7 separate regions of the Mus musculus genome follow, and regions 1, 2, 3, 4, 5 and 6 are each linked to region 7. A link is a contact called in public ChIA-PET, HiChIP or PLAC-seq and promoter capture Hi-C data. All regions are on one chromosome and are shown on one strand. The core of a region is the stretch at or near the end of the contact, and the rest is flanking DNA. Distances in the headings are between cores, read along the strand shown.

Region 1 (3,244 bases), core at 680-3,179, 310 kb after region 7:
ATTTTTCCCCCATGACCATCTTGCCAGCCCAACTTAATCTTTTTTTTTTTTTTTTTTTTTTTTTTTTAAAGACAGGTATCCCTTTGTATCTAGGCTGGCCTGTATCATCCTGCCTCAACCTCTCAAGTACTAGGATTACAACATGCTCCTGGCTAGCTTAGTATCTTTCAAAGAATTAGAAATGTTCAGAAAGATCAGAAAATACATATATTGGGTATACATTACTTGACAAAGACTACCCATTACCATGAAGGGGCTCATTAGTAGACATTAATAATTTATTGTGGGACTTGTTGCAAAAGAAACTAGAATGTCAAATTGCTGAGAGCCAGACATGGCATCAACTATTACTTGTTTTGTGTTCTCAGGGGTTGGAAGGTCAAAGTCAGCTTGGGCAACATTGGGACTCTTATCTCAAACAAAACAAGACAAAAGGGCTGATAGAGCAGGTCTTGGAGCAACTGTTACTAATCAACTTTATTACTGAAACATTTTTACAATTTCTTGAACTCAGGAAAGTGCTTTTTGGGGGCTTCCCTGAAGTTGGGCTTTGAGTGATGAGCAGCTTCTCACACCTCATATTTTCTTTTGTGCTCTGTGATAGATTTTTCTCATCTGTGTCTTAATGTGCTCACATGCATCAAAATCATACTTGGAATTTTGCTCTCTGTCATCCTATTTTGTAACTTCAGGTTTTATTCAAAAACCTCACTCGTTCTTTTTTTTGGGGGTGGGGTGGGGTTTTGTTTTCAAGACAGGGTTTCTCTGTGTAGCCCTGGCTGTCCTGGAACTCACTCTGTAGACCAGGCTGTCCTCGAACTCAGAAATCCACCTGCCTCTGCCTCCCATGTGCTGGAATTAAAGGCGTGTGCCACCACTGCCCGACCCACCTCACTCGTTCTTGCTCTAGAGGGACTGCTTTGCCGTGCACTCTACTCAGCCCAATTGCTGTTTTCTTATTGTAACTGGCCTCCTTGGGTTCCAAAATAAAATTAGCTAATTCTTTAGAAAAGAGACTTTATCTGACAGGCCCTCGAATTCTGTACAGCAAAGTAAATTTGGTGAGTGATATTTGCATCACATATTAGGAATGGCTTGAATTTAAAACAGATTTGGAAAAATAAGAGACTGCAGGACTGGGAGGGTGGGGTTTTATTTAAATGTGAGTGGTAGTTTTCATTACTTGAATGGTTTCCGGTTTTGGTCTTTCGGTTCTAAATTTAATCCCAACATTTATTACATAGCCAGATTTCAATGTTAGATGTAAATATTATTCGTTCTGCTCTAGCTAGTGATAAAATCTGCGCAAACAGCCACAGTATTTAAGACGTTTGGTTTCATTAAGAGCTCTTTCATAAAAAGAGTTCGAAGCCAGCCTGGTCTACAAAGTGAGTTCCAGGACAGCCAGAGCTATACAGAGAAACCCTGTCTCGAAAAACAAAAAACAAACAAACAAAACAACAACAACAAATCTAAAATACATAACAATTTCAACAAGAATTAGGGACTTTGTAGCCGAATCTGCTCACACGGTATGTTTGTTTTCCCGTTCAAGAACTAATAGTATATCCACAAATTCCAGTTCAGATCATCTGGCGGTATGGTGACAAGCTGAGAGACAATTTTGGGCTTATCTCAGGGAGTCCCCTCTAAGTGCCCAAGTTTCTGGCAGCAACAGGGCTAAGGAATCTTTGCCGTTTAATGTAATCCACCACTGAGAGTTGGAGCGCTGTTAAGGACGGGTTTTGGTTTTTGTAGTGGCCTTTTAGGGAGCCCAGGGTACCGGGCTGCTCCAGCTCTGCGAAGTCGGTTCGGTTTCCCTGGAAAACCTGCTTGTGGGCGGGGCAGGCGGCTTGTTGCGCCCAGCGCGTCCGGGAGAGCTGTCCCCGGTCCGCGAGCCCCTTTCCCCGCCCACCCAGCGGATCGCGTGGCGCATGCGCAGAGCCGGGCCGGAGAGTTGTCGGCTGGGAAATGGCGGCCGCGGGCTTGGTGGCTGTGGTAGCGGCTGCGGAGTACTCTGGCCCTGTGGCGTCCGGGGGAAACCTCTCCGGTGCGACCTGTGGGCCGAGCCCTGGGTTGGGCCCTGGTCCTGGCCCGGGCTCTTGGAGCCGCTCGGTCGACCGAGCCCTGGAAGAGGCGGCGGTCACCGGGGTGCTGAGCCTGAGCGGCCGGAAACTGAGGGAGTTTCCCCGGGGAGCGGCCAACCATGACCTGACGGACACCACCCGGGCCGGTGAGCGGGGCGCGGGCATCCCTGCTACCCGGGACCCGTGGAGTGGGGGGCAGGGGGTGTGTGGCGACCGGCCCGAGGCTCCCCGGGTAACGGGGACCGCTGGCGGTACCGCGCACCCTCCCGGCCTGGCCAGACCCGGAGCCTGGGGTGCGGCAGCGCGCAGCAGCATCTCCGCTGCCGGCGAGAGGCAGTTGACGGGTGATCTTTCTTGAATCGCTCTCAGAAATCTCGGCATCAGTGCCCGCCCCGTAGACTTTTTGCCTCGCCCCGGTGTCTGCAGACCACTTTGCATTTGGGATGCCGAATTGACTTTGCTAAGAGTTGGAGCGTGGCAAGCACGTTCTTCCATCGTAGTATGGGTGACGCTGGGTGCTGCATTGTCAAAGGATCCAGGTCCGCTCTGGCGTTTTCCCTAGTGTGTGCGAGTATGTGTGTGTAATGTGGACTCTAACACTGGGAACAGCTTATTTCTCCGCCTCCGTCTGATTTACCGAAAAGTACTTGTAAAAATAGGCCATCTTTAGGTGCTCAGGACTTTCGTCTTCCATTCTTACCGCCGCCTAAGAAAACATGAAAAGAAGTAGGATATTGTCTACCACATCTATATTTGCTTTTCCCTTTAAAAACATTTCTGCGCCTTATATTGTTTAAGACAGGAAAGAGAATGGGGATTAAGTATTATTTGGTTTCCTTAGTTGTGGGAAACAATGTATGGTAACTGAGGTATTCAACATACTATATAATGTGTTCCTCTTGTGTTTTAAATATAGCTTCCTCCGGGAGTAGATTAAGAATTGAGTCCTTTTGTTTTACATAAGGGGAGGGGTCCCCTCAGAAGTAGTTTAAATGTTTTGTGTTTATGTCATATACATTGTTTCATCCTCATTCTGCTTGATTTTAAAATGTGAGAGTTAATACTTTTTCTTAGGCTTGTGTAGTCATCAAAGATTGGTAATTATTACATATTTCACTAATGTTGAAAAAATAAATAGAGCTGGTAAGATTGCTCAG
Region 2 (3,080 bases), core at 482-2,981, 310 kb before region 7:
AAATTCCCAGCCCAAATGAGTGAAACTGTCTCAAAAGCCAAAACAAAAATAGGCTACATAAAATTTAGCCTATGGGTTATAACAAAATTCCATGAAACTTAACATAGTTGCTAGGCTTAGTGCCATACTCCCTTTATCCCCCAGTGGTGTTTGTTTGTTTGAAGATTTATGTATATGAGTACACTGTCACTGTCCTCAGACACACCAGAAGAGGGCATAAGACCCCATTACAGATGGTTGTGAGCCACCATGTGTTTGCTGGGATTTGAACTCAGGACCTTCGGAAGAGCAGTCTGTCTCCGCTGAGCCATCTCTCCAGCCCCATGTACCCCACTCTTGTAAGTCAGGCAGGCAGATCTCTGAGGTAGAACGAAGACTGGTCTACACAGTGAGACCCTGTCTTTGCGTTCATTCATTCATTTATCGTGAGGGTCAGCCGCTGTGTGCTGCAGCGTGTTTGAGGAGGCTGTGGCACTGCACTAGTAAACCATCTGGCTGCTCCCACACAGCATTTTTAGTGAAGTTTTAAGCATCAGGGTTAAGAGAAGGTAAGGCCCACAGGAAGAAAACATAAGAGCGTCTCAAAGAGTCAATCTCTCTTAATACTTTGGAATTCTGAATCATGCTAAAAATATCTAGTCAAAGTAGCCTTAAATGTCCTTAAAATATTTCATGGTGTTCGTAAAGCTCAGCCTGTACTACTACATGTGACTTTGCTCTTGTTTGGCTTTTTAATTGTTTTTAGGGTATGTTATACATACATGTTTGATGTATGTAGTGTATTTTGATCCTACTCATTCGTCCCAGCTCCCCTCTTAACAGTATAGCATAATCTGGCCTTGAATTTCTGCTTTTTCAGCATCAACCACCACAACCAGGTAGCTTTTAAATTAGAATTTTAAATTAGAATTTTTCAGCATGGAAAAATTAGAACATTGAAAAATTTTTGGATTATTTTGCTTTGATTTTTGTTTTGTTTTTTCATTTGAAACAAAATTTGGGCTTTCCGGGTAGGATTGCGGCAGACCTACAGTCCTACTGTGGACTCAGAGAAAAACTGCATTGAAAACCATGCAAGGCAGTGTGGTGGGGCAGGCCTCTAATACCAGCACTCAGGCAGCTGGAGGCCAGCCATACATAGTCCCAGGACGGTCAGGACTACACAGAAACCCTATCTTGGGAGGAAAAAAAGAGGCTGGAAATCGAGCACAGTGGTTGAGTACTTGCCTGACAGTCCCAAGGTCTTAGCTTCAATGCTTGTCAACGTGGGGGTAGGGGCAGAGTGGTGGAAGGACCTATTTCACAGCTTAGCATGGACAGGAAGATTTCTAGTTCTAGGAAGAGTTCTAGGCTACATGGAGTAAGCCAGCCTGAGATTTATAGCTTCTCTGCCCTGGAGTTCTCCTTTGGCCAGCATCTCAAAAATACCAACTGAACAACCTCCCCACAGTTAAATAGACAATAACAACTGCAGAAGAGAGAAGAGCCTCTGGTGGAGCTACCTGCATTTGGACAGGAAGTTCATTGGGTGCAGCTTTAGTAAGCCCATTCTGGAGTGAGCTTTTCAGTGAGGGTGTCTGCAGCTTCCTTGAGTCACCAGGTACCTGAAAGCAACCCCTGGTTAACAAAACAAAAACCAATGAACAAAGCACTAGGTGTGGTAGCCCATGCACTTAATTCTAGTGTTCCTGAAGTAGAGCCAAGTAGATCTTGCAGAGCTCTAGGCCATCCTTGTCTCCATAGAGATTCCAAGCCAGGAATGTAAGGAGTCCAGGTGTAAAACTCCAGGGAGCCATAGATTACCGGGGACCCCCTGAGTGAACCACATGGAGCCAGGATCAATGCAAAAAGCAAGAGGAATTTCTTGTTCCAGTGCACTGGGGTGATGTTGGAGCCCTGGAGGATTGTTAAAGCTCTAAGGGGAGAAGTTACCCAATGCGTCTATAGAATATCTGAGGGGAGAGGTATCCTGGCTGTAGGAGCCAAGAAATACCACTAAGTCACACCCCACCACAAACCTGACACAAAATATTTTATTGGGAGAGACACAAGAGGGTGGCTGCCTCTGCTTGGGCAAAAGGCAGTAGGAAACCAAGAAGACGGGTTTATATAGAGTTGAGTTTGTGTACACACACAGAGCTTTCCTGGGTGGGTATTGGTGGGATTTCATGTCCTTAGCTTTTGGGATGCCCAGGGATTGAGGTTTGTTGTTGTCTTTTTTTTTTTTTTTTTTTTTAAGCTCAATGGTGACTTTTCAAAACCAGGAAGCAAGCTTGGATTTTATACCCCGTAGGAGAACACTGAAACTACCTGTAATAGAAGAGTTAATTTATTGCTTCTTAAACTATCAGGAGCTTGGGTTCTGAGAGAGGATAAACCCTGAAGACCTCTGAGGAGGAAATACTTCCACTGCTGTGTGTATCTCTGAGATATCCCCATTAGTCCACTTCTGGATGAGCTGGAGGGCTTGGGAGGCTGGAGTCAGACCGGCGGCACTACTGTAACAATGATAAAGCCAGGACAGTCGGAGGCGGCTCTGCTTTTCCAGAACACATGGCAGCTCACAACGTAACTCCAATGTCCAGTTCCAGAGACTCCACCACCCTCTTCTGGTCTCTACAGACTCTGCACACACATACTACACATACTGTACATGCAAGCAAGCAAAACACGCGTACACATGAAAATAAAATGTAAATAACATAAAACTTTTTTTCTTTGGGTGGGAGGCAAAATAGGGCCTCATGTAGCCTAGGCGAGCCTGGGACTTGCTATGTAGCTGAAGATGACCTCAAGCTACTGATTGTCCTGTCAAGGTCTGGGATTTCAACTGTGTGGGACCACACCTGGATTGTCTTTTTTTGTTTGTTTGTTTTTTTCCTTTAGTATTTTGAATTTTAATACAGCAGCCATTTACTTCTATCCCGTCATTTTTTAAATTTATTATTTTCGTTTTTCAAGACAGGGTCTTGGGGCTGGTGAGATGGCTCAGTGGTTAAGAGCACTGGCTGCTCTTCTGAAGGTTCTGAGTTCAAATCCCAGAAACTACATGGTGGCTCACAACCATCTGTAATGATATC
Region 3 (3,508 bases), core at 4-2,503, 280 kb before region 7:
GGTGTGCTAGCCTGCTTGCTTATAAAAGCAGGGACCACCAGTCCAGGCATGGCACCGCCCATAGGCGGGCCCACTTTCACTGGTCACTCACTGAGAAAATACAGCTGGATCTCATGGAGGCTTTTCCTCCCCTGAGGCTCCTTTTTCTCTCACGACTCTAGCTTGTGTCAAGTTGACACACCAGCAATGCAATAAGTATTTAGAATTGTGCAAGTTACACACTATTACCTTATTTAAAAATAAAGTATGAAAACTAAGCTAAATGCCCCTTTCTTTTTTCTTTCTTTTGTTTTTTTAAAGATTTATTTATTTAAATGTAAGTACACTGTAGCTGTCTTCAGACATTCTAGAAAAGGGCATCAGACCTCATTACGGATGGTTGTGAGCCACCATGTAGTTGCTGGGATTTGAACTGAGGACCTTGGGAAGAGCAGTCAGTGCTCTCAACTGCCGAGTCATCTCATCAGCCCTCCTAATGCCCCTTTCATCATGTTTTTTTTTCGAGACAGAGTTTTTCTGTGTAGCCCTGGCTGTCCTTGTCATTCTGTAGACCAAGCTGGCCTCAAACTCAGAAATCCGCCTGCCTCAGTCTCCCAAGTGCTGGGATTAAAGGAATGTGCCACCACTGCCCGGCTCATCAAGTTCTTTTTTAGTTGTAACTATTATCGGTGTTTTCAGGACCACTTTCCAGTGTTCTCTTTATTTTATTTACTGTATCTGCATATATCTTTGTTTAAGGATAAAAAACAACTCCCCCCCCAAAAAACCTCCCGATTTAATATCTTTAGAAAGTAAGAATGAGCCTGGGGGGAGATATACTGAGACATTTGTTGAAGAAAAACAGAGCGAACAATCATTTACTAAAGTCTACTATAGACTGGTTCATTTTTTACTAAGCTATTAACTTACACTTTAGAATTTAAGAAACGTCACATAAAACCAAACAAAATACCTACTTTATGTGAAACCCTGAGCGTTTCATCAAGAGTTTGGTATTTCAGGTCTGAAGATTCTTTGGGATGTTGGGATTCAATGCGGTACTTAGGAGGATATCTCCGGAATTCAGAGAAGGCACCAAATGTTTCAAAGAATAGCTACCAGCCAGCAGCACAGGCTTCAAACCAAAGCGGCGGCTCGCGGAGAGTACGCCTGCGCAAAACGCGCACAGACAGGGAGAGGGCGGAGCTTCGGGCCTGCCAGTGCGCCTGCGCACAGCACGCCGCGGAGTGGGGGAGGGAGCCCCGTGTGTGTCTGTGTTGTTGTTCCGCGGCGGCGGCGGCGGCGGTAAGATGGCTGCCCACGGGGGCTCCGCGGCGTCGTCGGCGCTGAAGGGGTTAATCCAGCAGTTCACCGCCATCACCGGTAAGAGACGCGGTTACGGGAAGGTGAAGAGTCGGCTACGGGGAGGCTGTCGGGGCTGTCCCGGGCTTCGCCTCACCTTGGTGCATTCCTCACTCGGGCTCTCCCCTCAGCTCCTGCCCTCTCCTGAGGCACAGGCGACGACGGCGGCGGCGGCCGGGGTCTGCGGTTCAGGCGGGAGGCAGGTTTCCCCCGCCCCCACCCCGCGCGTGCCCCTCAGTCCCTGGATTCGGTCTCCCCTTATTCCCAGACAGGCCCCCCACGCCCCCAGCCGGTCCAGTACAGGGGATGGGCCGAGCCCGCGGTGCCAGGGGCCCGGGACCTGCGGGCCGGAGGAGTAGGGGGCCGCACCCGGGCCACCGCCCTCTTCCTCCCTCATCACCTCCTCTCGGTATCGTGCTGCCCGCGGACCAGGCGGTGCAGTCCGTTCCCCCCATGCCATCCTCTCTTCCCGGCCAGGTCATCGTCCCTGTCCCTCGGCCCCGGCCTACCCTTCCCCTCGCTGGGCCCCCCCGGAGCCTTGGCGGTGGCCCTGCCGTGTGAGGGCCGTCTCGCTTTAACGGTGAGGCGGGTGGGTTCTGCTGCGCCTTCACACATCCCGGGGGACTTGCCGCCGGGAACAAGGGGTGCGGAGGGGCACCTTAGGGACCGAGGGTTTCACATAGGAATAGGGGGGGGGGGAACCCTGAGCTTAGTGTGTGTGTGAGGCCTAAAGTAATCCTGGGTGGCCTTTCCCACCTCCTCATAATAAAACCAAACATCGAGACGATGGCGCCCGAGTCTTTGCTGATAAAATGGGGATGGCGGCAGAAACTTCTTGCAGAGAAATCTGTTTCTAGGTGTCAGTATCCGTGAAACCTTAGGCCTAGGTTTCTCTTTCCCTTCGGACCCCGACGAAGGGCAAACGCAGGTTCTCTTACCCGCCGGGAGGAAAGACTTTAAGCCATTCTGTGAATGCGCTATGTCTTGTTTCTCTCCGATGGTGCTGAACTTTTTTTGCATGAGTTATTAGAGGGCGGAGCAAATGATGAAGTTCTCTGTGGAGTGATTTGAGAGAACAGTACTCCATGTGCCTGAGTGTGATTTTGCTGTTCTAGTTTGTCATTTTGAAAAGAGGTCAGAAAGTTAGTTCCCCCTCTCAACAGGACTATCCTTTCTTTGATAATAATTTGTTTGATGCGGAGAATATTTCTAGTTTGTGTTCTTTTTTTCTAGTTTGTGTTCTTGAGTCTGACGTGTAAGATCTTTATTTTAACCAATACATGCTATTTGCAGTTTTATAATTGAAGCTAGTTTTATTTTTTGTTCGGCAACGATAATTAAGTGGCTGATGCGTTGTTTTCTGTCTTGTCACATGAAATATGTCAAAGCTGGTAAAACAAGATTTGTAATAAAATTGAGGTGAAAAGTAAGATAACTGAAATGTTGTTAAGCTTTGTGGTGGGGTTATTTTATTTATAATAACATGTGGATTTCCCAGTGCCTTACCAAACCAACATTATGGAAAGAAACTAGATTTCTGTGTATACAAGTTAATACTGCTACATTGCTTGCCTAAAAAAAAAAAAAAAATCTAGTGAGTCACACAGAGAAATATTAATCTTTCTTTGGATTTTATAAATATAGTTTAAGGTCTTACTATTTAACCTTAGGATTTTTGGGCAAGTTACTATTACTTTATTTTCATCTGTGAATTGGAAACTCAATTGTTTTAATCTCACATTATTTCTTCTTCTTCTTCTTTTTTTTTTTTTTCTTTTCTTTTCTTTTTTCTTTTTTGGTTTTTTTGAGACAGGGTTTCTCTGTATAGCCCTGGCTGTCCTGGAACTCACTTTGAAATCCAGGCTGGCCTCAAACTCAGAAATCTGCCTGCCTCTGCCTCCCGAGTGCTGGGATTAAGGCGTGCCACCATGCCCAGCTCTCACATTATTTCTTATGCAACATTTTCAAAATATATACTCAGGACCCAAAATGCCTTGAAATAAATTTAATACTAATTTGTTTGCCAGTTTAGTCTATACATCTTGTTTTTGGCCTAGTCCTCTGTGTTGCTGGATCAGATTGAAGTTCCCTGTAGGTAATGATTTCTGCAAATGTACAGAAGAAAAAAAATCCTTCAGAGTGATGTTTTGTGGTGTCTAGTTACATA
Region 4 (3,486 bases), core at 113-2,612, 430 kb before region 7:
AAATTGGCCAGACAACCACCCCCACCCCACCCATCACCCCCAGACCATCATTTTGAAACTGCAATCATTCCCAGTACCAAAGCCGGAGAGAGGGCAGGCCCTGCCCTAACAAGAAAAACATCCCACCAATCCCTGAGCTTGCCCCAAAGATCAGGCTACATAATCCCTCGGATTCCAGACCACCCTGGAAAGCTTTGCCCACTAAGAAACCACACATAAACTCTGTGCTCTGCCCAGTTCTCTGCTGCCTGCCAGGTTCCATTCCCGGGTGACAGAAATTCGTGCTTATTCAGTGCATGGAAACAAATGATTGTTGGCTGTTCAATCATCCCTCTACCTCTTCAGATGATTCACTTCAAGGCATCAGCATCCTCGGAAGGTCAAGTTCCTCTTAGAAAATGGTGCTGTGGTGGCCAGTATGGTAGAAGGAAAGAACTGGCGCCCACATGTTTTTAGATGTTTAAATTGCATTTATTATGTGTGCACAGACATGTGTTTGTAGGTCAGAAGACAACTTGCAAGAGTCAGTTATAGCCTACTCTTTGAATTCCGGGGCTTGAACTGGATTATCAGGCTTGGCAGCAAACACCTCTACCCACTGAACGGACTCACCAGCCCCTCCTGTGGACTTTAAATCATTTCTAAAACATTCTAATACTTCTATACTATTCTGTTCTAAAACTACCCTATACTGTTCTATTTTATACTTCTGTACTATGCCTAATACACTGTATTCTTAGGGATGTGGCAAGAAAAAGAATCTAACCTTAGTGAGTATATTTTTAAATTATTTTTTACTTTAGTAGACAATATGATATGTTTCATAATGGCATTTTCATAAATATGTATCATCATACTTTGTCAGACATAATTTCTTATTTTATTTTGCTTTAGGACAGTTTTCTAAAATGTTTTTGTTTTGTTAGAGACAGAATTTCTCAGCCCTTGTAGCCTTTGTAGCCCTGACTGTCCTGAAACTCACTCTGTAGACAGGGCTGGCCTCAAACTCAGTGATCCTCCTGCATCTGTCTCTCAAGTGCTGGGATTAAAGGCGTGTGCCACCACCGTCCAGCTAAACAGCTTCTTATAGCCCAGGCTGGCCTCAAGTTTGCCGAACAGCCGAGCATAACATTGAGCAGTCTTCTAGCCTGTACCTTCCAAGTGCTGCTGTTATAGGCATGTGCCCATGTTAGTAAGGGCTTGGGGAAGGAGGAACCTTTAGACAGAGCTAGTGGGGATGTAAACTGGTGCAGCCTCTGTGGAGACCAATGTGGTGTTTCCTCAAAAAAAAAAAATCTAAAAATAGAACTACCAGTTATACCACTACCCAGCTATACCACTTCTGAGTTTACAGCCAAAGGAATCTAAATCCACACACTTACCCCAGAGACACTTGTCGGTTCATGCTTACTGATGCCATACCGACAATAGCCAAGATATGCAGTCAGCTTGGAGGTTCAACAGGTGAGACAATTTTTTTTTTAAAGATTTATTTAGTATATCTAAGTACACTGTAACTGACTTCAGACACACCAGAAGAGGACATCAGATTCCATTATGGATGGCTGTGAGTCACCATGTGGTTGCTGGGATTTGAACTCAGGACCTTCACAAGAGCAGTCAGTGCTCTTAACCACTGAGCCATCTCTCCAGCCCAGGTGAGGCAATTTTTAAAAGTGATATACACACAATGGAAGTCTGTTGAGCAATAAAGAACAAAATTATAGCATTTTGCACAAGGAATGGACTGAATGAAATATTGCTATGTTAAGTGAAATAATTCAGACTCAGAAAGTCAAATATCACATGCTCATGCATATGTGGACTCTCAACTTAAATTTGTGTGTGTGTGTGTGTGTGTGTGTGTGTGTGTAGCTTGAAAGCATAAAGGGGAATGCAAGATGGGGGAGGGGACAAAAGAGGGTGATAGAAAAATCTGTGACATGAAAGCAGCCAGACTCTTGGAGAAGAGGACAAAGACAAGGCATAGGTGACAAGGGGTGGATAAGAACCAAGTACAATTACACACACACACAATGTCACAGTTACACACACACTCAATATCACAATCACATACACGCAATGTCACAATTGCATATACAGCATGACAATTACATACAGTGTCATAATTACACACTCAATGTCACAGTAACATACACACAATGTCGCAATTACACTCATTCACAGTGTCACAATTACAACACAGTGTCACAATTACACACATATAGTATCGTAATTAATTATATAAACAATGTCACAATTACACAGGGTCACAATGGCACCCATTACTTTGTATGCTATTTTTTAATTAAAATATTTTTAATTAAAAAAAATTTTTAGGGATTGTGTGTCTGTGCTTTTATTTTATTAGTGTCTCTGTATGTGGTGTGTGTGTGTGTGTATGTGTGTCTGTGTGTGTCTGTGTGTGTCTGTGTGTGTGTCTGTGTGTGTCTGTGTGTGTGTGTGTGTGTGTCTGTGTGTGTCTGTGTGTGTGTCTGTGTGTGTCTGTGTGTGTCTGTGTGTGTGTGTGTCTGTGTGTGTCTGTGTGTGTCTGTGTGTGTCTGTGTGTGTGTCTGTGTGTGTCTGTGTGTGTGTGTGTGTGTGTGTGTGTGTGTGTGTGTGTGCTGGGAACAGTATGTATGCCAAAGCATAAGTGTGGAGGTCAGAAGACTCTGCAAAGTCTGTTCTCTCCTCCCAATTTACTTGGGTTCCAGGGATCAAGCGGAGGTCATCAGGATTGTGCAGTAAATGTTTTTACCTGGTGAGCCCTGGTGAGCCCTGGCCTCATAATTAAATGTTTATAAAAATAACAAAAATAGCCGGGTGTGGTGGTGCACGCCTTTAATCCCAACACTCAGGAGGCAGAGGCAGGCGGATTTCTGATTTCGAGGCCAGCCTGGTCTACAGAGTGAGTTCCAGGACAGCCAGGGCTACACAGAGAAACCCTGTCTCGAAAAACAAAAAAACAAAACAAACAAACAAAAAAAAACCCAAAAATATTTTTTCCATCCATGAGTGGTTGAATCTGTGGATGCGGAATCCTTAAACACACAGGGCCAATTGTATGTGCACTCGATAGGATAACAGCTCACCATTAAAAGGACAGAGTGAGGACTGGGCAGGTGGCTCAGTAAGAGCGTTTGCTGTGCAGGCGTGAGGTCTCTGTTCAGATCCCTGATACCCAAATGAAAGCAAGGCACTGTGGAGCGGTAATTCTGGTGCAAGAAAGGCAGAGCCGGATCTCCGGCCCTCTGGCCAACCTGGCTGAACTGTGGAGTTTGTTCCAGGATCAGTGAGAGACCATGTCTCAAAATATAAAATGGAGAAAGACTGAGGAAAATACCACAACTGGCCCCTGCACACATGCACAGCGCACACATGCATGTGCAAACACTGTGCACATAGACACATACAAAGCACAGAGTACTGATACAGACTGCAATGGGACAAATTTAAACCATTACAGTGAATGAAAGGAGGCAGAGA
Region 5 (3,086 bases), core at 244-2,743, 450 kb after region 7:
CAGAGTGAGTTCCAGGACAGCCAGGGTTATACAGAGAAACCCTGTCTTGAAAAACCAAAAAAAAAAAAAAAAAAAAAAAAAAAAAAAAAAAAAAAAAAGGAAAAGAAAGGAAGTCTTGACCTTTTAACATACCACATGTCTAATCTGCTTGTTGTCTTGTTTTTTTTTTTTTTTTTTTTTTGCGAGGAGTGAGGGAGCAAGGATGAGATTTCTTACTCTGTAGCTCAGGATATCTGTGTACACATAATGTACCTCTTACTGACCTAAAACAGAGCAATCTTCATACTTCAACCTTCTAAGTGCAAGGATTACAGACACCAGAGCCAACATGCCATCCTTGCTCCCTCATGTAGGCTGCAAGAGGGCAGACGTTTTAGTCTGTTTACTCTGGTGCCCTACAAGCCTACAGCATTCTTGGTAGTGGTAGTCATTCAATAAATTACTCTCTGATTAAATGAATGGATCCATCAGTTCGCCTTAATTAATGCACAAGTTAGGAACTGTAAATCTGAGTCTATTAAATTTATCTGTGGGCTGGTGAGATGGCTCAGTGGGTAAGAGCACCTGACTGCTCTTCCGAAGGTTCAGAGTTCAAATCCCAGCAACCACATGGAGCCATAACGAGATCTAGCTCCCTCTTCTGGAGTGTCTGAAGACAGATATAGTGTACTTACATATAATAAATAAATGAATTTTAAAAAATTTATCTGCATCCGACAAGTCAGGGAAAGGATGGAAGGATATCTTCTATCTCTCACTTCCTCACATCGTCTCCCTTTTTTTCAGATGGGGTCTCATGTAGCTCAGGCTGACTGGCACTCCCTATGTAGCAGAGGATGGTCTTTTAAGTCCTATTCACCTGCTCGCACAGCTAGAATACTGGGGTTACAAGCAAGCACCGGGACCGCGGTTTGCCTCATGGATGTTTGTTGCTGTTAAGATGGGGCCTTGCTATGTAACTTAGCCTAGCCTCGAATTTGTGATGTGATCCTCCTACCTCAGTCTCCGGAATAAATGCTGAGGTTAACGGGCAACGGCTACCACACCCTGTTTGTTAAATTAAAGATGGGAAAAAATAAAAGAACAAATCAAGAGAAACTCCTGCCTTCATGCTCCAGGTTTTTCTCTCCTATATGGTAGGATCCCAGTCTCCATTCTAGGAAGAGGAGAAAACACTTAACTTTTCCTTACCTCTCTACCAGCCCAGCTGGAGGCGGGAACCAAACTAATCGGTAGCTATGGCAACGCGTCGCGCAAGCTCTTTTTTTTTTTTAAGTAGGACCCCTGATTCTTTCTTAGTCGACTACGATTTTGCCTTTCCTTGTTCCTAAATAATACGTGTTGCCGCTTACAAAGACGAAAGGGCAGGAGGGAAAGAATTTAAAGTTCTTGAGCGCGGCTTGGCTGAGTCGAGCCTCTCTCTCTGTCTCTGACCTTTGCTTTCTGGCGCAGTGTGAGCGGCCTAAGCGCGGAGAGGGGCGGGGCGTGCGTCCCACAAGGCCGCGCGGCGGGGCTTGCCTTCCTCTTTCCGCCATCTTGGCGCCTGTGGAGGTGAGGGGGGTTCCTGCTGCTGAGCTTTGGGGCCCGATTGCTGGGGTGCGTTTAGTTTCATCCCTCACCGAGACAACCTGGCGTCTCGGAGAACCCGACCGCCAGAGGTTTCTGGGGATTCCAGGAGGATGGAGGGCGGGATGGAGGCGATGACGGGCTGATGGTGTGGAGGCCCCGGCCGGGGGAGGAGAGCTCGCTGGTCTCGGTCGATCTCCGGCTCGGGAGGAGAGAATGGGTGCATTTCCCCCGGTCTTACTGGCCCGGGGAGCGGTGGTCCCTGGGAGCTGGGTTCCCCGCACAGAGCCGGATCTCGCCTGTGTTAGCTGCTTTCTGTACTGATGGAGGCATGAGCTCGCCTCCGGGTTCCTTTTGGGGTTTGAGAAGTTAAGTCTCGGGTGAGTCGCCTTCCCACCCGGCCTTTGCCCACGATTCCGAGTCGTTCGTTGTCATTGGTTGTCGGAGCCCTGAGTATTTTGCCAGGCTCTGCCTCTATAGGGGGCAGGGCGTAGGTAAGAGGTCCCCATCCTTGGGACGCCGACTGAAGCCATCTCTCGCGCCGGGAAATAGTGACAGGTGGGATGCGTGCTGCATGACTCTCGGTTGAGCTCTCGGTTTTGTTTTTCAGGCCTGCTGGGAACAGGACTTCTAACAGCAAGTATGTCTGGAAGGTACGCGATCTCACAATAGTCGTTTTCTCCATTTCTGTTTCGTTCTATTAAACGCGAAGCTAAAGTTCAGTGTAATGCGGGAGGGGAACGAGAGGTCTGCTGTAGATAGCTGGAGTAGGAATTGCTACAAAGCAAATCATGGTGGCTTGCTAAAAGATACATGAAAAGTTGTAACGGGGTAGTCATCATGTCTTTCTTAACGTTGTCTTAGGCTGTGGTGCAAGGCCATTTTTGCTGGCTACAAGCGAGGTCTCCGGAACCAAAGAGAGCACACGGCTCTTCTTAAAATTGAAGGCGTTTATGCCCGAGATGAAACGGAGTTCTACTTAGGCAAGAGATGTGCTTATGTGTATAAGGCAAAAAAGTAAGTATGCTCCCATGCCTTTTAATTTTTGGTTGACTAATCTCGTTTTTTCTACTGAAAAGGTAGGGGTGTTAGTGAGAAATTGGTGTGGTTGAGTCTTCCTAGACACGTGAAGAGCTTAGAGGAAATTAGAGAGGGATCTTTTTGTCGGTGGTATGGACTATATAGGCACCATTGGTTCGTAGTACAAGTGTAGAAGTTCCCTGTGTTAAGTCCCTAACATGGTTAAAAACAAAGATTACAGCTCTTAGTACCTTTCATTTTCCTTTGAAAGGGTTTATATAGTACTTTTCAATGTATCTTGATTTGTTTTAGTTACTAAAAATGACAATTACTAGAATAGATTGTTCTTGTTATTGTACAATTTATTTGCTCCCACATCTATATTGAGTTAGGTGATTCTGCTCTGCTCTGTGAACAAACAGTCTATTGCACCCTGACTTAGAACAATTGAGGTTACATTTGGAAAAACTAGTTGAAAAATTAGTTAATTTTTTATGTGC
Region 6 (3,348 bases), core at 503-3,002, 480 kb before region 7:
AGGGGAGGAGGGGAGAGGAAGTAGAGGAGGGGGAGGAGAAGGGAAGAGGGGAGGGGGAGAAGGGGGAAGGGAGCGGAGGAGGCGGGAGGAGGACATCTTTAGAAACAAAACTGCAGGAGCTGGTGGGAAGGCTCATCCTGCCCTTCTACAGAATCAGAAGTGGGTTCTTAGCACCCAAGTCAAGAGACTCGCAGCTGCCTGTAACTCCAGCTGCAGGAGAGCCAAGGATTTATTCTGGCTTCTGTGGGCACTCACACCTACATGGCACTCAAACACCAACACTCACACACTCAATCAATCAATATCCAAAACTTAAAATCTTAATAAAAAATATAAATCCCGGGCTGGCAAGATGGCTCAGTGGTTAAGAGCACCGACTGCTCTTCCGAAGGTCCAGAGTTCAAATTCCAGCAACCACATGGTGGCTCACAACCATCCGAAATGAAATCTGATGCCCTCTTCTGGAGTGTCTGAAGACAGCTACAGTGTACTTACATATAATAAATAAATAAATAAATAAATAAATAAATAAATCTTTAAAAAAAATATATATATATATATATATATCCCCTTAGCCAGTCATGATGGCGCACTCCTTTAATCCCAGCATCCTGGAGGCAGAGGCAGATGGATCTCTGCATTTAAGGCCAGCTTGTTCTACAGAATAAGTTCAGGACAGCCAGGGCTACACAGAGAAACCCTATTTGGGGGTGGGGGGGAATCCCTTTTAAAAAAGAGAGAGGTAAAACCTCAGGGTGCCTGGGTGAGGGGGCAGGAAGGCAAAACTTTATGCTTCTAAAAAGTTAGAAATCTATGTGGCGTTTTCTTCTCTAATCAAGCATTAACATCGAAGCCGGATTTTCATTTTGCTGTCTCTCTTCAGAGAAAAGATGCTCTACTCCCTGAAACAGGAACTAGAGGAAGTTGATACTACTCAAGATCTAGTTCAAGAAAGTCAGGGTTGGCCTGAAAGCAAGCGTGAAGTGTTTCGCACACCCAAAATGTTAAGAGCAGTGGCCCCCGGTGTGAAAGGTCTCCCATGGTGTTAAGAGGGGAGCAGGGGCCAGGCATGTGGCCCGCCAACATCTTAGCGGGGACAAAGGTGGGTTCTAAAAGTTAAAATCTCAGAGAAAAGCTACACATGGACAGGCTCTTCTGAAAGGGACAGGATAGCAATGCCGTGAGAAAGAAAGGTATTTGGTTTGGTTCTCAAGATAAAAACAACATCTAAATACTCTGTCACTCGTCAGCAGCACCTGTGGACCCGCGTCCAGCGGTCAGGATGCTGTCCTGCTAAATCCTATGAAACAGCTCATGGAAGCAGAGACGTTTCCTTCCAAGGTTGAGAAGCAGAATCTGATATTAAAATGATCCTGCCCAACTCTGCATGGCGTTGGAGGTAGAATGGAAAGGGGGAGGGGGAACATCGAGGCTACGCAGATTTCTTTGACAGTCTCGCCCTTGCTGTATACTTTCATTCTTAAGTTCTTCAACTGTGTGGTCCGTTTGGCTGCTTTTCAATGTGGAGAAATTATCATCTGGTTCCCGACTGACCAGAGGCTCTGGCATAGGGACGGTGACCTGTTCTCTAAGTCTCCTGGAAAAGAACCAGCTGTGTGCTTCTGGAGCCTGGCATCTTGACCTGGCCAGAGCTTTCCTCTTCCTCCTTCCCCCGTGTTTCTTCCCTTACCGTTGCAGTTTGCCGCAGCACTGGTAAGAACAGGAAGTGCCAGGTTTCCTCTCCAGGGCTTCCGTAGAAGGGATGTGCTTACCACATCGAAAACACCAGCCGGAAGGAGAAATGCTCACACCCTCTAGAAAGCATGGCCCTCTCCGCCCACCCTACCCCCACTATAGCCACGTACCTCCTCTATGCCCTCCCATACTGGCCCCACCCCACCCCCAAGAGCCTCAGAGCCATGGGTTTGGGCCGCGATCACACTCAAGCCAACTTTAACCCCACTGAAAATTGGTTTGATGTTTATAATCCCGGCACTCGCGTTAGACTTTAAGGGATTGGTTGGATGGTTCAGTTTATGGGTCACGTGCTTGCCAGCAAACTTGACAACAAACTGGAGCCCACAACAAGAGGAGGAGACAAACTCCACAAACCAACCTCTGACTTCCACACAAATTCCCTGGTGCACGCACACACACACACAAATTACACATGTTTTTAAAATGGAGGAGGCCAATGCTGTCCGTGGTGTCACTAGCTGTAATCCCAGCATTTAAGAGGCAGGAGTTAGGGAAGATCAGAGAGGAGTTTGAAGCCAACCTGGGTTATGTGGGACCACCATCTCAAACAAACAAACAAGCAGAGAGATAAAGAAATGGAAAGACGGAGTGCCTATAAACACCCTCCAGGCTGTCCCCACGTTGTGATGATGCCTCTGGAGTCCCAGTTGCAATAGGTGACAACTGCTACTCTGAGCCTCCTTACCTCTGCCCCATATGAACCTTCTCCTTATTTGGCATTTAATCAGTAAACGTGTGTTTTTCAGGGGCCACTGTTTTGATATCCAGGGCCGACAGTTTGATATACTTGATAGAGATGGTAGGGTGCTGAGATGGCTTTCTGTAGCACACTGATAACATCTTGACCTTAATCCCATGTGATCTTCTGCAAATCTTATCTGTTCTCAGCCCAGTGTTTCCCTCAGATGAAGTGGAATTATATAAAACATTAGTACAGAATAAGTGTGAGAACTGTTAGTGGTGATGGAAGGTGAGATGGCTAGTGGGGAGTTTTTAAAGTTGCTGTTAGTTTAATGGAGTCTCCTGGTTTGAACTCAGTCTCCTGAATTTCCCGCTGCATTCCAACTTCACCGTCATCACGGACTCTGTGGAACAGTGAGATCTTTGTGCGAAAAGCCCTCAGAGAGCACCTTGGGACACTCGAGACCACCACACTGTGGTGTCAGGTTGCTGTGAACAACAGTAGTGTCCTCGTTAAAAAGAAAGTGCTGGGCTGGTGAGATGGCTCAGTGGGTAAGAGCACCCGAAGGTCCGAAGTTCAAATCCCAGCAACCACATGGTGGCTCACAACCATCCGTAATGAGATCTGACTCCCTCTTCTGGAGGGTCTGAAGACAGCTACAGTGTACTTACATGTAATAAATAAAATAAAATAAAATAAATCTTAAAAAAAAAAAAAGTGCTTTTTAAAAAATAGTTTTATGGGGGCTGGCGAGATGGCTCAGTGGTTAAGAGCGCCGACTGCTCTTCCAAAGGTCCCAAGTTCAAATCCCAGCAACCACATGGTGGCTTACAACCATCCGTAACGAAATCTGATGCCTTCTTCTGGATTATCTGAGGACAGCTACAGTGTACTTACATATAATAAAT
Region 7 (3,068 bases), core at 260-2,759:
TGCACAAGATGGGAGGCAACCAACTCCCAAACATTGTCCTCTGACTTCATGAGCACCCAGGTTCATAACCACACACACACACACACACACACACACACTAAAAATAGAATAAAAAATTTAAGTGAAACAGAAAGACCTTCACTTCAAACTGCCATCATTGTTTTCATTTGTTTTTTGAGATGGAGGTTCTTGCTGTACAGCCTAAGCTGGCCTGGAAGTCACCCATCTTTCTGCTCCAAATTCTGAGCTATGGGGGTACCAAACACTGCTGTGTGCTTCTGTGCTTCTCTTACAGGGACTCAGTCTATAGCCGGAATCATTATTTCTTCTTTTTTTTTTCTTCTTCCTCTTCCTCTTCCCCTTCCTCTTCCTCTTCTCTCCCATCCCCCTCTCCCTCCTCCTCTTCCTTACCCCCTCTTCTTCCTCTTCCTCTTCCTTTTTTGTTTTTTGTTTTATTGTTTTTAGACAGGGTTTCTTTTTGTAGCCCTGGTTGTTCTGGAACTCTCTATGTAGACCAGGCTGGCCTGAACTCAAGAGATATGCCTGCTCTGCCTTTCACTGGAATTAAGGCCTGTGCCACCAAGACCTGCTTATGGTCTGAATTTCAGAGATCTCTCAATGGCTGTGTGCTCTGGCTTTATATATATTTTCTGGAGTAGTACAATTTGGACAAAGAAGGGTCTAAAGGGACCAGCAGTTAGTAAATCCCAAATACGCGTTGAATTTTAGAGCAGATAAGCCAAAGGTCAAATTCGTGGCTGGGAAGTAGATTAGTACTTTAAAAGACATTCCCAGGGTCCCTAAGGGCTCCATCTGGGAGCGCGCTATCTGTAGTCCTGTTGTGGTTTAAGATACCACTCTCTTTGTTATTTGTAAATTTACCACAGGCTGGGCAGTAAAGTACAGATAGGAAGAAAAGAGTGTGAACGTTTGCAGTTTTAACAGAACTCCTTTTATTTGCTATGCATTGCAACAACCCTCTAAAAGCAATAATGGCGATAAACATGCAAGTTAATCTACAACTTTATCACCCTAGTAAATCATTGGTTCCTATTTCCCTTCCATAGGCTGAACATAGTGAGCACTGGTAGCTCTTTGCTTGGCTTAAGCGCTGCTTGTTAAAATCTAAAAAAAAAAAAAAAAAAGATTTGCAGTTTTGCTTTAAAGTTTTTCCTTTAAAGCATCTCTGAGCTGCAAAAACTCGTCTTTAGGATATGGTTTTGGCGGAGACCTAAGCCTGCAAGTAGGAATATTTTAAAGAGTAAAGGCTGATACTTTCGAACTTGCACCGCAGGGTTGGGTGTCGGTCAAGGTTAGGCGGAGGGCGACAGGCCAACTCCAAAGACACGGCGGGGGAGGGGTGCGGTGGAGAAAGCGAGCCGCAGCCAATCGCACGCGCTCTCCCGACACCTGCCGCCTTGGCGCCTTTTCTAGGCTACTCCGCGCACGCACTGGCTGCGCGCGCAGTTCGCCTCCAGCGGTCTTGGGGGAGCACCTCGGTAGGTGTACGTGCGGAAGGAAGTGACGTAGATCCAGAGGGCCGGCCGGGGGGTGGGGCCGAGCTATAAGCTTTGGGTGGGAGGCAGCGCTGCCTTCAGAAGGCGTGCGGAGCGCGGGCTGCTGCATTGCGGACTGTAGAGGCGCTTCCTAGTGAGTGACTCCCTTGTCAGCGGCACGGCCCATCGTGGTCCTCGCGTGGCGGGCGGACCAGAGCGAGACGCCAGGGCCTGGGTGGTGCGGGCGGGGAGGCGGAGGGGTGTCGCGGAGTCCGGGGCTGAGGAGCGCGGGTTGCAGGTGCAGCGCGGTGGGTGTGGGGAGCCGCTGTACCCTGCGCCCCTCGGGTCCTCCGGGCCTTCGCAGGCCAGTGCTAGGCCGCGGGTTCGAGAGTCACCACGCTGAGGCGCAGGCTTGTTCCGCCGGGAGCACGTGGTGGCGGCTGGAGGAAGTCGCCCCAGGGAACGGCTGTCGGGGTACGTGGGTGACCTTGGGGCCCCTCGCAGGAGGGCGTCACAGCTGAAAAGGACAAAGCTGTTTTCTATTCGGTTACTAGTGTCACGGACATTTAGAGGGGCGGGGGGAGCTTCCAATAACTGCACGTTGGAACTTCGGCACCACCTGGTCGGTTTTTTTGCCAGTCTCTCCCTCTTGGCCCAGCGTGTGGAATCTCATTTTTCTAGGGCAGAATAGGTCTGAACGCTGCAGGTAATACTAAGAACGTCTCTAGCATCTCCTAAGATGGGAGAACGTAGAAATACGACCTCTTTGTACGAGCTCTTTTAGAACTAGCTGTAGAGAACCAGCGTGCACCCTGGTGTTGGACAGCTCTCTAAAATGGTGTTTGAGGGTAAGAAAACTGCATTTGCAAATTTTTCAGTTAGCACACTTTGTCCCGAGCGTAAAATGAAATGATCTCCTTATACTTAGGCAGAAGACTGGACTGGATTGCTGTTCAGTTTCTGTGCTATTTTTTTAAAATAGGATTTAAGTGGGAAATAGTTGTGTTACAGAAATTCTCGGCTATTCTGTGCTATTTTTTTTTAAATAGGATTTAAGTGGGAAATAGTTGTGTTACAGAAATTCTCGGCTACCTGATACTTTTATTCTAAGATTAGATGAGTTGGCTCTGAGCTGTGAAATATGACCTCTTTGACAAAGACATTTAAGCTGATTCAGGATGTTATCTACAAAGAAAACGGGATTTAGCTTGTGTGGGTCCACTTGCATTTATTTTCTGTTAAGGATTATAATAAACTGCTTTATACAGGAATCCAATATCAGCTGTTTTTTATATAGAGAGCATAATACTTTTTACTTTGAGAGAGGATGTTGTCAAGGAATGGTGGCTGTGAACCTGGCCTGTGTTGACTGGTTAGATCTGTCTGCCTAACCCCACCCTAAGGCTAAGTAGTTATATGCTTGTGGCAATGTGCTTATTTATAATAGGGCAAGATTATGGGCTAAATTTGGGTTAGACAACAATGAAAGTTAATTAAACGACCCTCAGGCCTTGGGTCTACTATGTGTAAGTGATTTCCTTCTCTCCCAGATGAGTGCTATACAAAATAAAC

Evidence for each region. Promoter capture Hi-C pulls out the DNA fragments that hold promoters and counts their contacts. ChIA-PET counts read pairs in DNA pulled down with a chosen protein or histone mark. HiChIP or PLAC-seq counts read pairs in DNA pulled down with a chosen protein or histone mark.
Region 1: a contact with region 7 is called in an RNA polymerase II ChIA-PET map of memory CD8 T cells, with 137 read pairs. The contact joins the promoter of Lrch3 here to the promoter of Tfrc in region 7. A contact is called at or near these places in 5 of 39 promoter capture datasets (the 3T3-L1 cell line, hippocampal neurons, liver and 1 more), 2 of 484 Hi-C or Micro-C datasets (cardiomyocytes and uterus), 4 of 115 datasets of contacts at active chromatin or transcription factors (bone marrow-derived macrophages, effector CD8 T cells, embryonic stem cells and 1 more) and 2 of 9 other capture datasets (adipose tissue and pancreatic islet).
Region 2: an H3K27ac HiChIP or PLAC-seq map of embryonic stem cells shows a contact between it and region 7, with 6 read pairs. The contact joins the enhancer-like site here to the promoter of Tfrc in region 7. A contact is called at or near these places in 3 of 39 promoter capture datasets (the C10 cell line, hippocampal neurons and liver), 1 of 15 datasets of contacts at CTCF or cohesin (large pre-B cells), 4 of 484 Hi-C or Micro-C datasets (cerebellar granule neurons, liver, myeloid progenitors and 1 more), 1 of 115 datasets of contacts at active chromatin or transcription factors (embryonic stem cells) and 3 of 9 other capture datasets (adipose tissue, liver and pancreatic islet).
Region 3: an RNA polymerase II ChIA-PET map of memory CD8 T cells shows a contact between it and region 7, with 80 read pairs. The contact joins the promoter of Ubxn7 here to the promoter of Tfrc in region 7. A contact is called at or near these places in 7 of 39 promoter capture datasets (the 3T3-L1 cell line, cranial neural crest, embryonic stem cells and 4 more), 1 of 15 datasets of contacts at CTCF or cohesin (the NIH/3T3 cell line), 1 of 484 Hi-C or Micro-C datasets (embryonic stem cells), 7 of 115 datasets of contacts at active chromatin or transcription factors (cardiomyocytes, effector CD8 T cells, embryonic stem cells and 3 more) and 2 of 9 other capture datasets (adipose tissue and liver).
Region 4: a promoter capture Hi-C map of pre-B cells shows a contact between it and region 7, with 5 times the contacts expected there. The contact joins the promoter of Bex6 here to the promoter of Tfrc in region 7. A contact is called at or near these places in 18 of 39 promoter capture datasets (the 3T3-L1 cell line, the C10 cell line, the HPC-7 cell line and 12 more), 1 of 484 Hi-C or Micro-C datasets (pancreatic cancer cells), 8 of 115 datasets of contacts at active chromatin or transcription factors (the 230-238 cell line, the SCID.adh cell line, astrocytes and 5 more) and 1 of 9 other capture datasets (liver).
Region 5: an RNA polymerase II ChIA-PET map of memory CD8 T cells shows a contact between it and region 7, with 146 read pairs. The contact joins the promoter of Rpl35a here to the promoter of Tfrc in region 7. A contact is called at or near these places in 1 of 39 promoter capture datasets (neural stem cells), 3 of 115 datasets of contacts at active chromatin or transcription factors (effector CD8 T cells, embryonic stem cells and memory CD8 T cells) and 2 of 9 other capture datasets (adipose tissue and liver).
Region 6: a promoter capture Hi-C map of neutrophils shows a contact between it and region 7, with 3 times the contacts expected there. The contact joins the enhancer-like site here to the promoter of Tfrc in region 7. A contact is called at or near these places in 9 of 39 promoter capture datasets (the 3T3-L1 cell line, the C10 cell line, cranial neural crest and 6 more), 1 of 15 datasets of contacts at CTCF or cohesin (the NIH/3T3 cell line), 1 of 484 Hi-C or Micro-C datasets (cerebellum) and 11 of 115 datasets of contacts at active chromatin or transcription factors (the SCID.adh cell line, astrocytes, effector CD8 T cells and 7 more).

What each region holds. Positions count from the first base shown.
Region 1 is chr16:32,912,171-32,915,414 of GRCm38.p6, forward strand. It overlaps Lrch3 (leucine-rich repeats and calponin homology (CH) domain containing 3), which reads left to right and starts at 1,930. Exons shown (of 21, transcript NM_001081255.1): 1 at 1,930-2,233. The coding sequence starts at 1,972.
Region 2 is chr16:32,301,575-32,304,654 of GRCm38.p6, forward strand. No RefSeq gene overlaps it. Among named protein-coding and RNA genes, the nearest start is that of Rnf168, 26 kb to the left of the region's middle. Within about 2 kb of position 1,732, at least 15 of the 459 cell types and tissues checked have an H3K27ac peak or open chromatin away from gene starts, as enhancers often do. A contact at or near this core is called in embryonic stem cells, where this site is marked.
Region 3 is chr16:32,330,999-32,334,506 of GRCm38.p6, forward strand. Ubxn7 (UBX domain protein 7) reads left to right here and starts at 1,254. Exons shown (of 11, transcript NM_177633.4): 1 at 1,254-1,362. The coding sequence starts at 1,290.
Region 4 is chr16:32,178,438-32,181,923 of GRCm38.p6, forward strand. It overlaps Bex6 (brain expressed family member 6), which reads left to right and starts at 1,363. Exons shown (of 3, transcript NM_001033539.2): 1 at 1,363-1,464.
Region 5 is chr16:33,054,960-33,058,045 of GRCm38.p6, forward strand. It overlaps Rpl35a (ribosomal protein L35A), which reads left to right and starts at 1,494. Exons shown (of 5, transcript NM_001130485.1): 1 at 1,494-1,551; 2 at 2,177-2,219; 3 at 2,431-2,583. The coding sequence starts at 2,209. Iqcg (IQ motif containing G) reads right to left here and starts at 1,227. Exons shown (of 11, transcript NM_178378.3): 1 at 1,192-1,227.
Region 6 is chr16:32,128,604-32,131,951 of GRCm38.p6, forward strand. No RefSeq gene overlaps it. Among named protein-coding and RNA genes, the nearest start is that of Cep19, 30 kb to the left of the region's middle. Within about 2 kb of position 1,753, at least 161 of the 459 cell types and tissues checked have an H3K27ac peak or open chromatin away from gene starts, as enhancers often do. A contact at or near this core is called in the SCID.adh cell line, effector CD8 T cells, embryonic stem cells and 4 more, where this site is marked.
Region 7 is chr16:32,607,387-32,610,454 of GRCm38.p6, forward strand. It overlaps Tfrc (transferrin receptor), which reads left to right and starts at 1,510. Exons shown (of 19, transcript NM_011638.4): 1 at 1,510-1,650.